Linked DNA regions of Zea mays: region 1 is linked to region 2. Evidence: chromatin contacts called from public Hi-C data. All regions are on one chromosome and are shown on one strand. The core of a region is the stretch at or near the end of the contact, and the rest is flanking DNA. Distances in the headings are between cores, read along the strand shown. Region 1 holds the start of LOC100273865. Region 2 holds the start of LOC100381711 (putative WAK receptor-like protein kinase family protein).

The links. A called contact is a pair of places that touch in the nucleus more often than the background predicts.
Region 1: a Hi-C map of ear shows a contact between it and region 2, with 2.4 times the contacts expected there. The contact joins the promoter of LOC100273865 here to the promoter of LOC100381711 in region 2. A contact is called at or near these places in 5 of 25 Hi-C or Micro-C datasets (bundle sheath, ear, endosperm and 2 more).

The regions. Positions count from the first base shown.
Region 1 is chr8:13,819,935-13,826,932 of Zm-B73-REFERENCE-NAM-5.0, forward strand. It overlaps LOC100273865, which reads left to right and starts at 4,112. Exons shown (of 8, transcript NM_001360476.1): 1 at 4,112-4,453; 2 at 4,981-5,197; 3 at 5,294-5,381; 4 at 5,487-5,596; 5 at 5,698-5,791; 6 at 6,039-6,227; 7 at 6,316-6,375; 8 at 6,543-6,998. The coding sequence starts at 4,982. The coding sequence ends at 6,703.
Region 2 is chr8:13,607,436-13,614,921 of Zm-B73-REFERENCE-NAM-5.0, forward strand. LOC100381711 (putative WAK receptor-like protein kinase family protein) reads right to left here and starts at 2,262. Exons shown (of 4, transcript NM_001174519.1): 1 at 1,557-2,262. The coding sequence starts at 2,253.

The DNA of each region.
Region 1 (6,998 bases), core at 2,862-5,361, 210 kb after region 2:
CTATAGTCCTCGGCGATGAGACTTGAGACGGGTACGCTTCGTTATTAGTTTATTAGGTCTTGGGTTGGTAGCTAGAGAGGAGGAAGGGGGATATAGTATATATATAATATCTGTTTAGTTTTTTATGAACATAATATCTGTTTAGTTTTTTATGAACTCATCAGAATATATATATGTTCGCTGAACCTAAACGTTGCTAACTGCTGGTGCTAAGTGATTGGTCGATCAACTTGGGGTGATGCTGGACAGCAGAAACCCAGGAAAAGAAAAAGAACAATATCGTCTGCTGGCGTGTCCCGGCCGGTACGACCAAAAAAAAACCAATCGGAATCATCACCTAGGGTCGAAGGCAAGAAAGAAGCGGCCACGCCGGGAGAACAAGCAGCGCCGCCGCCGCCGCCGCGGGCACGTACGAACGGCGCGCGCCGGGCCGGGCAGGGGAGCGCCGAGCGCGCCACTCCAGGCCAAAGTCGCTGCACCGGCTCATCTTATCACTCCCTCGCACGTAGTAGGCACATACCCAAATATTGACCCATCCCGTCTCCGTGACACAGGCGCACGAAACCGACGAGGCGAGGACGCACGCACGGTGTCCACCCAGGAACAGGAAGTATGTGCCTGTGATACGTACATATATCGAACTGGACCTTTTTATATATATATATATATATATATATATATATATATATATATATATATATATATATATATATATATATATATATATATATATATATATATATATATATCCAGGTGGAGGTGACACGACCTTTTTAGTTTCCTACAGCATTGTTCAATCACCAAGCTATAGGGTCTGTTTGGTTCAGCTTTTTTCTGACCATCTTTTTCGAGAATCTAGCTGTAGGAGAATCTGGCTATGTAGAGAATCTGGGTATCATTAGGATTACGTGCGGAGTAAGATAAAGTTGTCCATAGAACTCAGGATCTATAAAGTGATATATTACCATTATTGCGACGATTCAACCGATTATATGTTTATGTTGATTTTGAATGGTTTTTACCCAATCGAATTTTATAGAAGCTGTCTGAAAAGCTGAGTGTTTGGCAGTCCGCAGCAGCTTTTGGTGGCCAGAAGCTGCGAAAAGCTGAAACAAACATGCCTAAACATGTACCACGGGCGGCCCACGGCGTCTGCGTTTGGCCAAATCACCGCCCCGGCGCCACGAGAGGCTGAGGTGGATCCTAGGCTCCTAGCTACCAGGCAGGCAGTGCACCGCCCCCATATGCTGCTGCTCGCGGTTGTCTCGGAACCAAAAAAAAAAAAAAAAAGGCGCCGCGCGCGCCAGCCACGATAGGGCACTGATCGGGGCCGGCCGCCGCCCAGGACTTCTCCTCGTACAGTTCCACCCCACCCACGTGCGCGTGGGGGCAGCGTGCACGTCGGAACGTACGTGGCAACGTGGACCCGGGGTGCAGTCTTACGACTCGTTGGTTGCATTAAAGTAATAAAGCCAGGGCGTACCAGTTGCGAACACTGCAGCGCAAGTTTGTTTGGTTTGGATCCCTCGCTTGTGTAGTTGTGTGCTGCCCTTGCCTGGCTGGGTAAATACAAATTAAAGTGTTTGGTTCACTAAGGTCCTATTCGGTTGTTAGAGATTGGAGCCCCGGATTGATTCCTATTCGGATTACTTCTCTAATTTATATAAATTTTGATGAGCTGCAATAAATCCTGGTTTATTCCGGTACAACCGAACGAGCCCTAAATTACTCTCCCACGAGCTTTCCAATGTGCTCCTTGGTTCCTATAACGGGTGATCTCGCCGGCGGCGAATAGAGAAACGAGATCCATTTTTTTTTACTTCGTAATTTTAGACTATTCTTGTTATTTCATTCATCTAAGATTTGAACTATGATGTCATCAACCAGGTGGCGATGACGATGGTGCTTTAGAATAAGGTCTCTCTCTGCTCACTCCCTCACTCCCTCGACAACATTTAGTCTAAAATTTATAGCAACAAATAAATTCCGTAGAATAAATCATTTTTATCCCTTATGCCTAAATTGTTATCTATCCGTATCGCAAAAGTTTTACACCTTTTTATTCGAAGCATATACTAGCATGGAAATTCAAGTGGGTTTTCTTTAATCTCAAACACTTTACTAGGTAAAGGCTCTTCCTTTCTGTTTAATAGGTCTCTTTAGCTAAACAAGTGGGCAAGATACATCTAAATGGGCGAGATGAAGGGGTATGTATAACGTACTCTATGTCATGGAGCTAGATGTTGCACCTCCACTTAGCTTTTTATGGGGTCCTCGGGCATGTGCAGTACTTACCAATCCTGTGCATCGTACGCGTCCGATGCATGACCCAATGGCTAGTTTTTTTTAAAAAAAACTAGCTATTATTACACTGATATCCGATTAGAGATGGCAATGGGTAAATACCCACCGGGTATTACTACACTATACCCATACCCACGGCACAAAAATAACTCCATCGGGTCACCCATATACACTGGTGGGTATGGATTTACCCCCATACCCATACCCACAAAAATTAAGCATCTATCAAATTTTTATATTATACAAATGTCAAGTATATGCATCTAATTACCATTACAAAATTTCTAGCAACATTTAACCATCCATTTAACACACCAAATATAATTGGATAAAGTAGTAACACTAGGATAGGTACTACATAGCACATTACATGTTTCATTACATGGTCATTAAATTGTCGTTAACCCTTCTATGACATTATGGCCTAAAAGGTTGTTAAATAGTAAAAAAGATGGATGACTAAAGTCCAAATTCAAGCGTGGGCTAAAAGTTTATATTGGGTATTTTATACCCATGGGTTAATGGGTATGGGTGAAGCCGGAACGTTCTAATACCCGTTTACCCATTGGGTGAAGATTTTTTTCCCAATAATAGACCCACGAGTAGAATATTCAGCCCACATACATATCCTAATGGAGTAAATACCCATCGGGTATCGGGTCATGGGTACCCATTGCCATCTCTATATCCGATGCTTGTTGATTGATGCTCATCGAACACATCAAGCATGTAAAAAACATTGAGGTGAATATCTGCAAAGCTCTGTGAGTACCCTGTCCGAAACTTATATCGGCTCTCACACTAGTTTGTAGACTTCTCGATGTGTTGTGTCTGGTGCGCCATATTCAATGCGTACCGAACATGTCGGTACTAGCACTTTATGCAACAGGACACGTTCTTGGAGCTGCACCACCACCAACTCGTTTGTTTCAAACACACTTTAAAATATGGTTCGAACTTAAACTTATTTTGGGTTTCTATAGAGTTATCTAGTGCTATATTTGATAAGTGTGTATCATCACTTATCACTATACTTACATATGACAAGCTACCTATGGGTGCCCCTTCATAGTACAGTCAAAGAAAAAAGCCTATCCCTAATCTGTGTCTATCAACTTCGTTGACGTTTATAACTAGCCTAAGTTTATAACTAGCCTATTCTTAAGCTTCTCGCTCATCCTTTCAAGACTAAAAAATACCATTAATAGAGGCACGATATTTTTTATGTCCAATCAATCACCATTATCATAACTTAACTTATATATTCCATACAATACACACATTAGTGACAATAATTTAGTATTGTAGCTTAGACGCTTGATACCAGATCTTATCACCGACTAGTGTTTTTTATGGTCTTTAAAGTTTTGTTTAGCGAGAGTGTTTACAATTGTAATTTTCTTTGTTGTCTTTTTATTGTGATCTTCAAACTTCGACAAGCAATGAACGATCGTCCAAAGAAGACGATGATTTGGTCTTCAATGAACTTCCACTTTAAGACCGCTTTCTGTTTTGTTATCAATTTTGTGTCTACTGATTTTTATTATTTTAATATACCAGCTGTGAGATACTCTTTTAAGTCTTTTTATTAAAAATAAAAAAGAAAAGATACCAAAGAAGAGTGATAAACAGGAGGTCGTTGGTCGGCTTAAGTGGGCTAGATTGTTCTTCGCTCTTCGGTTCTTTAGCTTTTTGGGCTTGTTCCAAACGTGTCGCATGGCCCGATTGATTCTTCGTGGCGGCTGCCACTGCCAAGCGTCGAGCACAGAAGATACCCGTTGCAACGCGTCGAGCGGCAACGCTGGCACGGAGCTCAAGTCTCCACACAACCTCCGCCGCCGGGAGGACCAACACGTCAGTGACGGCAGCTGACTGCAGAGGATCTCATCGCCCGCCGACCGCCGCAACCGCGACCGCGAGCCTCGATTTTGAACTGAACTGAAAAACCTAGAATTCTTTTAGGGTTTCCGAGGTTTCTCTTTCTCGCGTTTCCACTGTCTGGTCTTCCCCGATCGCCGCGAAAGCAGTAAAGAGTCCGCAATCTTTGCCGCCCCCACCCTCATCCTCTGCTCTCGTATCGTCTCCTCTCCACTTCCTCTTTCTCTCCTCTACAAGGGTATCCACTATCCAGAATCACCTCTATCATCAGGTGAACTGTTTCTCCTCTCTCTCTTTTTCATTTCATTTTTATTCCAGAAAGTATTGTTGGTTTGCGGCTTTACTTCCTCTGTGCAGTAGGCAGTGCCAGTTGAAGTGTAGTTCTTTTGTCTCCGATCATGGTCGCCTGTGATTTCTGTTCTTGCGAGGGTTTGGTGCTTGCCGCGGTGGGGATTGGTGCGGGTTTTCGTCAAACGGCGCCTCATGTGTTTTACTTCTTACAGTAACTATTTTAGTTGCGGACTTGCGGTTTTTCTTTGCATCGTGTGACAAGTTCTCTCGAAGAACAGAACTGAAATAAACCCAGCATTACTCAGGTTTGGTGATACGATCGAAGCAGACTACTCTTAGCAACCCATTCAGATGAATCTGCTCTGGGCTGCACTATGCTAGTTTATAATTTGAAATTAAGCTGATGAAACTCATTTATATGGCCGCAATGCCGTCTTCAGTATATTGAGTATTTTGGTACTGGTAATTGGTTCTATTCATTTCATCCATTTGTTGTCAACAAAACAGGATGCGGGAGGCACAGTTGGGCTCCCACACGATTCAGACGCACGGAGTGAGACTGGCCAGAAAGCACACACACGACTGGGTTGTTCTGATTCTTCTGGCTGCACTGGTGGTTGCCGTGCATTACGCTCCCCCGTTCAGTCGATTTGTCGGGAAGGATATGATGACTGATATTAGGTACCCGGTGAAACCAAGCACAGTACCAGCATGGGCTGTCCCTGTATGTTTCTGAACAGTAGCCTCCAATTCTGTTGTCTGATGCAAGCTCGAACTCACTCTATTCAGCACTGATGTGGGGCGTTCGACCTTTTGCTAGATGATCTCTATACTCTGTCCCTGGCTCGTCTTCATATCCATATATGTTGCCAGGAGAGACGTTTATGATCTGCATCACGCTGCACTAGGTTATTTGTAATCCCCCTGCTATCTTCTGTCAGTTTACTTCTTCAGTGTGCTGAGTTGCTGACTGACATGTCGCTGAATAATTCGTTCGTGTATAAATTCTCCAGGTGTTCTTTTCGCTGTGCTGATAACTGCAGTTTTTACCGATGTGATAAAGACTGCAGTAGGGAGACCGAGGCCAGACTTCTTCTGGCGATGCTTTCCTGATGGAAAGCAGGTATACTTCCTTGTATACATTTGCGTGTAGATAATTCTTCCCTAGAGATGCTTTTTCATAGTTTAAATCAACACAGTGCTTCTATGGTATATTTGGTGCAGTTATACGATCAGGTGATTGGCGATGTGATTTGCCATGGTGATAAAAACTTCTTAAAAGATGGGCGCAAGAGCTTTCCTAGTGGCCACACTTCGTGTAAGTTTGCACTAGTAAGTGCTCATAGACTCTAGCATTTAGATGGATAAGCTTGTTGTCCAAGTGTAGAGCTAATAACTGAGGTATAAAATACCGGTTCTAGACTGTCAACAATTTCTGCGTTCAGTAGAAGTAGTGACATGGATCTAAATGTTTTTACAGCTATGTTTTTTTACCCATGACTTTTGCTGGTATAAAATACCGGTTCTAGACTGTCAACAATTTCTCACAGTATTTCCATTGCCAGGGTCTTTTGCTGGTCTTGGATTTTTGTCACTCTACCTGTCAGGCAAAATTAAGGCCTTCAATCGCCAAGGTCACGTGGCCAAACTTTGCATAGTGATCCTTCCGCTTCTTCTTGCTTCACTCGTTGGGGTTTCAAGAGTAGATGATTATCGACACCACTGGGAGGATGTGTTTGTTGGCGGTCTTATTGGTGTGTGCCTAACCTCTTCGTTTCCTTCTGGATTACATGCTTCGATGCCATTAGTAAGCAGTAACCGATCTGAATTGATGCTGTACAGGATTTATCATGGCAGTGCTATGTTACCTGCATTTCTTTCCTCCTCCATACCATGATCAAGGTTGTTCGATCTTTCTCACTAAGCAAATTTGCTTCCAATAGTACTGCTTTAAGTGTTCGCCCTGCTATCATTGATCCTCTTTCTTAAACATTTTCTGTTGTTCATTTTGTTTCGATAGTTTAAATTTTCCTTTTCGGATATGACGGTCTTTTCCTTTTCGCCTTCAGGTTGTAGACCGTATGCATACTTCCATATGCTGGAAGAACTTCAAGCGGCAAATTCAAACAACGCACAAAACCAACAGTCCACAGGTGATCATCGCATTGGCATGTCCGAGCAGCAGCATAACAGGACATCAAGAAACGATTTGGAATCTGGAACCGTGTAACATGCCTCCTGCACTTTTACTGAAGTAGCAGCAGCGATGTACATTGGACAGTAAGTGCAACCTAACCTAGTATGCGTGTACTCGACATGTGTTACAATCTATATAATTAGAGGTATATAGTTTCTCCTTACCCAGTGTTAGCCTGCTTCATCTTGTGTGAAATCAGAAGGCAGTAAGGCCTAACCCTAGATGTTCTAGGTCTACCTGTGGCCAAATTAGTTGTAAGAGTTGCTAGTGGAGGCACTGATAAGGAACTTATTCCAGTAATAGAAAAACCAGCAGAAAGTAGAGTAGA
Region 2 (7,486 bases), core at 1,012-3,511:
TGTCTGAACTGTAACTAATGATCCACACCCAAATTGGAATACTTGAATTCCATCACTTAAAGTAATTAAAATAGAATAAAATAGATGGAATAAAAATTAGTCCATAGATATCAAATACTCCCTAAATTAGGTAATAAATAAATACCAGACCAGACTATCGGTGAGGGGAAAAAATAGTTGCACCTATAACCTTAGCTTTAAAAAGTGGTCAGCGATGCTTAGGCGGCGATAGACGAAACAACATTGTTTTAGGATTTGTTTTGACCCATGCATGAAAATGGAACAAATGGAGATGGTGGATGATTATGTATGGTCATATAATAGTATAACACACGTATGTATCGAAGCATCGAATTTTAACACGAGAAAAAAATACTATGACTATTCAAAAAAAGGTACAACGCGTTGAATTGCATGCCTAGGACTAGGAAGCTTTAGGCAGATTTAAGCGCTAGCTTGGTTGGAGCCCTTCTAGTCATTTGCCTGCCAGATAAACAATCTTAGGGGATATTTGAATACACTAGAGCTAATAGTTAGTGGCTAAAATTAGTTGAGACATCCAAACACCGTAGCTAATAGTTCAGCTATTAGCTATTTTTGGTAAGTTAGTTAATAGTTAGGTAGCTATTTTTTAGCTAGCTAATTCCAATAATAATTTTTAGTTAACTAACTATTAGTTCTAGTGCACCCCTTTAGTCTCAAACACTTAGTGCTTGTTTGTTTGAAGACTGACAAATCTGTCTGACCCAGGTAGCAATCTTAGGTGTTTCAATTTTAAATGCCTAGAACTAGACCGAGCTGTCTGGCCAGGCCAGCACTCCCCGGCCAAGACGGCAACCAAACAAACCTGGCAATCTCTGGCTGGGCCAGGCAACGCTGCTCGGCTCAGTCAAGCAGGCATTTGTGTTTTTTATTTCAATATGCTAGTCTAAACTTTCTAAGGAGCTATTTATATGGCTAAAGTTTAGCAGAAAGCTAAAGTTTATCCAATGAGATTGAAAAGATTGAAACAGGACCTTAGTCTCAAACACTTAGTGCTTGTTTGTTTGAAGAATGACAAACCTGAGTATCTAACTGACAAATCTGTCTAACTCCGGCCAAGACGGCAACTAAACAAACCTCTGGGTCTGCAATCTCTGGCTGGGCCAGGCAACGCTGCTCGGCTCCAAGCCTCCAAGTCAAGTAGCAAAGTTTTGTGAAACATTATTTACAGAATAAATAACTGAATAATGTATCATTTTTTTCTAAATATAAGGGTCGTTGTTAGTCTAGTTCGTTCATACGTTCCATTAAAACTGGTACTGTTCAGTCGGCTGATTAGAGTGTTTTAGTAGCTATCTTGTCTGTTTATTATCGAGTGGTTGTTTAGGCTGACCAATTAGTTAAACGATAAGTGATCAAATGTTTAGTTTTGGGTATAGGCCTAGTGCAGGTGCAGTACTCTGACGATGTCTCTATATGGCTATACTGGTCGGTTTAATTTCCTGCTGGAGTATCAGGTGACATCCGGTAAATTTTTTTTAATAATAGGTATTCAGTACAAAGAGGAAGCTTACTTGTCTGCCACTGCCATGTCAAGAGGAAGCCGCCACTTATGAGTTGCTCGTAGTCGCTCGCGTTCGCCTTGCCATCGTCCTTTACAAGCACGGGCACGACAGTGGCACCGCAGCCGTCCAAGGAGTATCCGCCGTCGTCGTCCGGCTCGCCGTAACGCCCTCCGATGCGGGCGAAAGTGCGGTTGCCGCATCTCGTCATCTCCACAAGCCCCTCCTCGTCCGGCGCCGGCGCCGGCGCCTTGGTGCAGTTGTACAGGATGAGGTCCTGGTTGAGAGGGCTGATGGAGAACGGGAGGGCGACCTTGGTGGAGCTGTTGTTCCCGGGGATGCGGCAGACGGCGGAGTCGCCGCCGCCGTCCGAGGCTCCCAGCTTCTCGAGCTTGTGGGTGTCGGCGACGAGCAAGGAGGCGTTGGTGTAGGAGACGCTGAGGATCTGGAGCCAGTGGTCGTACCGGCTGTATCCGAGGTACGGCGTGCCGTTGACGCAGCGGACCTGGAACCCGATCCCGCCGCAGTTGGTGGCCGTCGCCTGCTCCTGGACGATCCCGAACGGGAAGGCGATCTCCACGCCGCCGCATAGCACGGGCGGGCAGTGTGCTCCTCCGCCCCCTTGCCCGTCAGCTGGTGATGCCGAGGCAAGCGTTAGCGTCAGCGACAGGGCGATCCACACCGACCAGACGGACGAGGTCGAGGCCATGGTGGTGGGGGGAGCATGGGTGGGTAGCAGCGACGAGACAAACAGGGGGCAGGGGCGGTGAATTGAGGGGCAGGCGGCTGACTGAAAATGGTGATGAGGCTCCTGAAGGTACCCCTCGTGTCCTCCTGTAGCGCGGTTGAAAGTTGAAACCCTTGGACTGGACGTTTTGGGCCATCGTCACACCACGGCTGCACCTGCACGGCACGGGGCATGCGGCCCTCACTCGCTGTCAAACTCAAACCCTGGACGGCTGGACTGCTACTAGCTCTGTACACACGTAAACCGGTTATTTAGACTGATGCAATCTATAAAGACAAAAAAACACTGTACAACTAGTAGAAGTTGGTATAGATTAAAGCTAAATAAACAGTCAGTTGCTCCTGCTTTACTTTGGACCAGTGGCGGATCTACACCCTAGACCACCCGGTCCGTGGTCCAGGACTTAATTCATGTAACTATATATAAGTCTTTATTTAATATGGTATAAAATAGTTAAGATAAAATAAAGAGAATAAAATTTGATAGATTTAGTTCGGATCATAGAAAAATTCTGGATCCGCCCTGCTTTGGATTGACCAGCAGACCTTGAAAGCACTAGATAGTGGATGCACTTTTGGCTTGTAGGTTCAACATGAGCATGTTGGCAAAAGCTAATAAAGTATACGAACAACGACCTGAAGTGTTTTTTAAAAACTTTTTTTTATGGAACCAAATTGTTACTGATTCTTGCAGGACGGATTCAGATGTCTTTGCCACATGCCCACATTCTATAAACCTACTCACCCTGCCCACGACTATATTCGCCACGCTCTGTTTTGTGTGTGCGTTTTCTAGAGGTCGTGTGCTTAGAGGGTGAAAATGGCATCTAAACTTGACCCTATAAAATTTAAGGATCGAATCAGAATAGGATCAGATACTATATCTATTTATTTTTTAACTAAAAATTATTTAAAATTTTAAAAAATTGTGAAGAAATATTTGGATCACGATCCTTTACATCATGCATGTAGTAGATACATAGCTTTTCACATCAAATACGACTTATTTGGCTTTGTCGGTATTGCGCATGGAAATTGACGAGACCCGCGGACATCTAAAAAATTCTGACGGGTTGTCTCAAATACAGACACTTTACGAAGTATACACTTTTTGCTAGTATGAACCGGTGAAATGGAAGAGTAAAGTGGAAACTGTTTCGTAGAATCAGCTCCCTCGCTGGTTGTAACGAGTAAACTTTGTGAGACACTTGTCCATAGAGAGAAAAAGCCCATCCTACGCTGGCCATAAAAAAAAAAAAAATCAAAAGTGCCAAATCGGTGGCCACCCGTGACCGTACCAGTACGCCACTTTCTGTACCCACTTGTCACAAATGAACATCAAAAAAAAAAAAAAAAAAATACAGAAGCTACCACCCATATGCTTCCATTGATGTGTCGGCCACTGATGAGGGTAATCATATGCGTAGAGACCACGAGAACGTTTATGTTGTCTCTAGCAACATATTCTCTATATTCATCATCTATATTCGTTCTTTATAGTCTTCTCTAAAAGATTTTATTCTCTATATTTTCTTTCTCTCAACAACATTCTCTATACACAAATACCTATATTAGAAATATTTTTTTATTTTTTGTATTTTTTATATATACGTATTTGTCATACTCTCAAATGTATTGTACATATTTTAGTTTTGCTAAACCGGTTATTTAAATTATTTAAACGGATAGAGAACCGTTTAGAGAAACTCTATACATAGAAAATCCAGTAGCATCCTCTAAATTTAGAGGACTGTTTAGAGAACGATGCTGGAGAGCGTACATAACCGTTTGATCCTCTATATTTAGAGTAGAGGGGCCTTTAGCGGTGAGCCAGTCTTAAAGAACGGTAGCGGCTTGGTGTGGTGTAGTTCTAGAAGATGAGGTTCTGGTTCACGGAGCTGGCTGGTATACATGTAAATACAGTTTGGCCTAGTACGCCACGACACGGTTGAAAGGATCACGATGCCCAAGAGGGGGGGGGTGAATTGGGCTTTTCTAAAAAATCAACACTAATTAAAACCTAAGCAAGAGCTAAACAAGAGCCCAACTTCACCCCAACAACTAGCACTTAGAATATAATACTAGAAATGTAACAAAGCTAAGATAATACTTCAAATACTTGCTAAACAAATACACAATGTAAAGTGCTTGAATTAAGTGCGGAATGTAAAGCAAAGTTTAGAAGACTCCTCCAATTTTTCCCGAGGTATCGAAGAGTCGGCACTCTCCACTAGTCCTCGTTGGAGCACCCGCGCAAGGGTATCGCTCCCCCTTGGTCCTCGCAAGAACCAAGTGCTCACTACGAGATGATCCTTTGCCACTCCGGCGCGGTGGATCCCTCGAGACCGCTTACAAACTTGAGTCGAGTCACCAACAAGATCTTCACGGTGATCACCGAGCTCCCAACGCCACCAAGCCGTCTAGGTGATGCCGATCACCAAGAGTAACAAGCCGTAGACTTTCGCTTGACCAAGAGAAGCCTAATGCAAGTGGTGTGTGCTCTAGGTGGCTCTCACTAGCGCTAATGAGGAACAAGCGCGGATTATGATTCTCTAATCCCCTCACTAGGCTTTTGGTGCTTGCAATGCTCTAGCAATGTGCTGGAATAAATGTGGAGTGCAAGACATTGAATATGGTGGGTGGAGGGGGTATAAATAGCCCTCACCCACCAACTAGCCGTTACAGGCAAGTTACTGCGCGATGGCGCACCGGACAGTCCGGTGCGCCACCGGTGCACCAACGGTGCGCCACCGGTGCGCCAACGGTCACTTCCAACGGCTAGTTCTGACAGAGAGCCGTTGGACTCATGGCGCACCGGACAGTGAACAGTCCACTGTCCGGTGCACACCGGACAGTCCGGTGAGGTGTCCGGTGTGCCACTAAAATTCAACTCTGAACACTGCGCTCTCGGGTTTCTGCGAAGGGAAGGCACTGCCGTGGACTAGCCTGGCCCTACCTGGCAGAGGGTGCACCGGACAGTCCGGTGCACACCGGACAGTCCGGTGCCCCTAAGCCAGAAACACTAAGTCTTGTTTTTCAGCTGATTTTCAAATCGGTTTTCGCTCTAACTTGTGTGTGAGTTCTAGAGTGACACCTAGCACTGTATATGAGTGTGATTGGCACCAACACTACACTAGAACTCTCTTGGTCAAACTACTCATCGACAACCCCTCTTTATAGTACGGCTAAAAGAGGATAAAAGACCTAACTAAATCGCGAGTGTCCACATCTCCTTGACACTCGGACTCCGTAGACCTTCACCTTTTGTTCCGTCGTTTTAGCCGTCGCTTCGAGTTCTTATTTCCGGGATTGTTTTCACCGTTGTAGTACTTCTACCTGTCATGCGACCTAACTTACCATTTGTCTCTGCAAAACACACGTTAGTCACATATAATATAACGTTGTCATTAATCACTAAAACCAACCAGGGGCCTAGATGCTTTCAATCTCCCCCTTTTTGGTGATTGATGACAACCCTACAAGTTTTGTGAGAGTAGTTTGTTTTAAAGATTCTGTCAATAGAAAGAATGGTTAGTTATACTCAGTAATTTTTGACAGAAGGAATGTGTACCATAATAATAATAAGAGTGAGCGCATACACATCATAGTATTCTTGTTCATATAAAAGTGAAGTTGAATTCACGAAACAAAAGCTAGAAGACTGGTGATAACATATAAGGTGAAAACATAATACACACAGTCAATCATACGCAACGAGAGTATATGACGAGTTTGTGAGCCAAAAACATCAAGCTAGTACAGAGAGTAGCAAGCACATATATTACATCAAAATGACTCTGACTCTCTACTAACTCTCTAACTCCCCCTAGCTCTCACAACTCATATCTCTCCCCCTTTGGCGTCAAACACCAAAAGGGACCTGAACCTAAACGCCTGAAGCAGGAGGAGGCGGCGGGGGCGCATCCGGTCGAGGTCGAGGTAGCAGAGCGAACGCCGATGGAGGGTCAGAGTCAGTCTCGGATCCAGGATCTGCGGTAGAAGCTGGAGCTGGTACTGACTCGGACTGAGGCCGCGCTGCAGGAGCTACCGGAGCAGAAGCGGTCACAGATACTGCCACAGCGGTAGTGGTAACAGCAGATGCTGGTGGCACTGGCGGCTGCGGACAGACAGAGCTGAGAACCGGAGAGGTGAACGCCAAAGTGACCGGCCGGAGCGGAGAGGTACCAACAGGGGGTCCAGATAAAATCGATGGCACCACTGGAGCGTGAAGCGGAGGAAGCGGAGCAGACTGAACTGGAGGTGCTGAGATACCAGAATGCTGAAGCATGAGAGCCATGAATGCCCTATTCTCTGCCCGATCCTGAAGTAGCTGCTGCTGAAGTGCATCCTGCCTGTCCTGCATGCTCTGAAACATCGAGAGCATCCTGTCGGATAAACGGGCCTGCTCGGCTGCCAGGTGAGCCTGCTGCTGAGTGAGAGTCTGGAGAATCGAAGCAAGAGCAGGGTCCATAGCCTGAGGAGTAGCAGGGGCAGCACCAGAACTCCCAGCCTCATGATCATGTGAGCGAGGAGGCATAGGAGGCGGAGGCGGAGGAGGAACCCCAAAATCATCATCATCATCAGCTGCTGTACCCTGAGTGTCAAACTGTCGAAGAGCTGCATCCTCGGCCTGAGAGTCAAACACAAAAGCAGTAGCTGGCACAGGAATCTCAGGAGCAGGACGGTAAGATCCAAATACAAGGCGTGAGGCCTCAAGGGTGCTCTGAAATCGAGGTGGCTGAATCAGCTGCGCAAAGATGTGGCACAAGTAGTGAGCATAAGGTAACTGCCGACGAGCACGAATCCCATCCAGAACAGTGTCCTCGATCTCACAGATCAGGAAGTCCACAACATCAAACTCAGAGTGGGATACCAGGGCACCAAGGAGCCAAAGCTGAATATGAGTGGTAGCCTCCCTGTATCCCATCCTCGGCAGGAGTGTCCGTCTGATGAGCTCATATAAGTACTTCGCTGCTGTAGTAAAGTCTGCTGGTGAACGTCGCGACCCATCTGTGAAAGGCGGGCGGAACAGAGCCGCGACGTGAGCTATCCCTGGAGCCACACCGCCGTGAGGGCGACGAGGAGGATCAGAAGTGCCGTAGCAGAGGCTGTGAAGGCGAGTCGTCGACTCAGGGAATCCAAATAGCTGTCGGATCTGACTGGCAGTGATCGTGACATCCTCGCGCTCAAAGCGG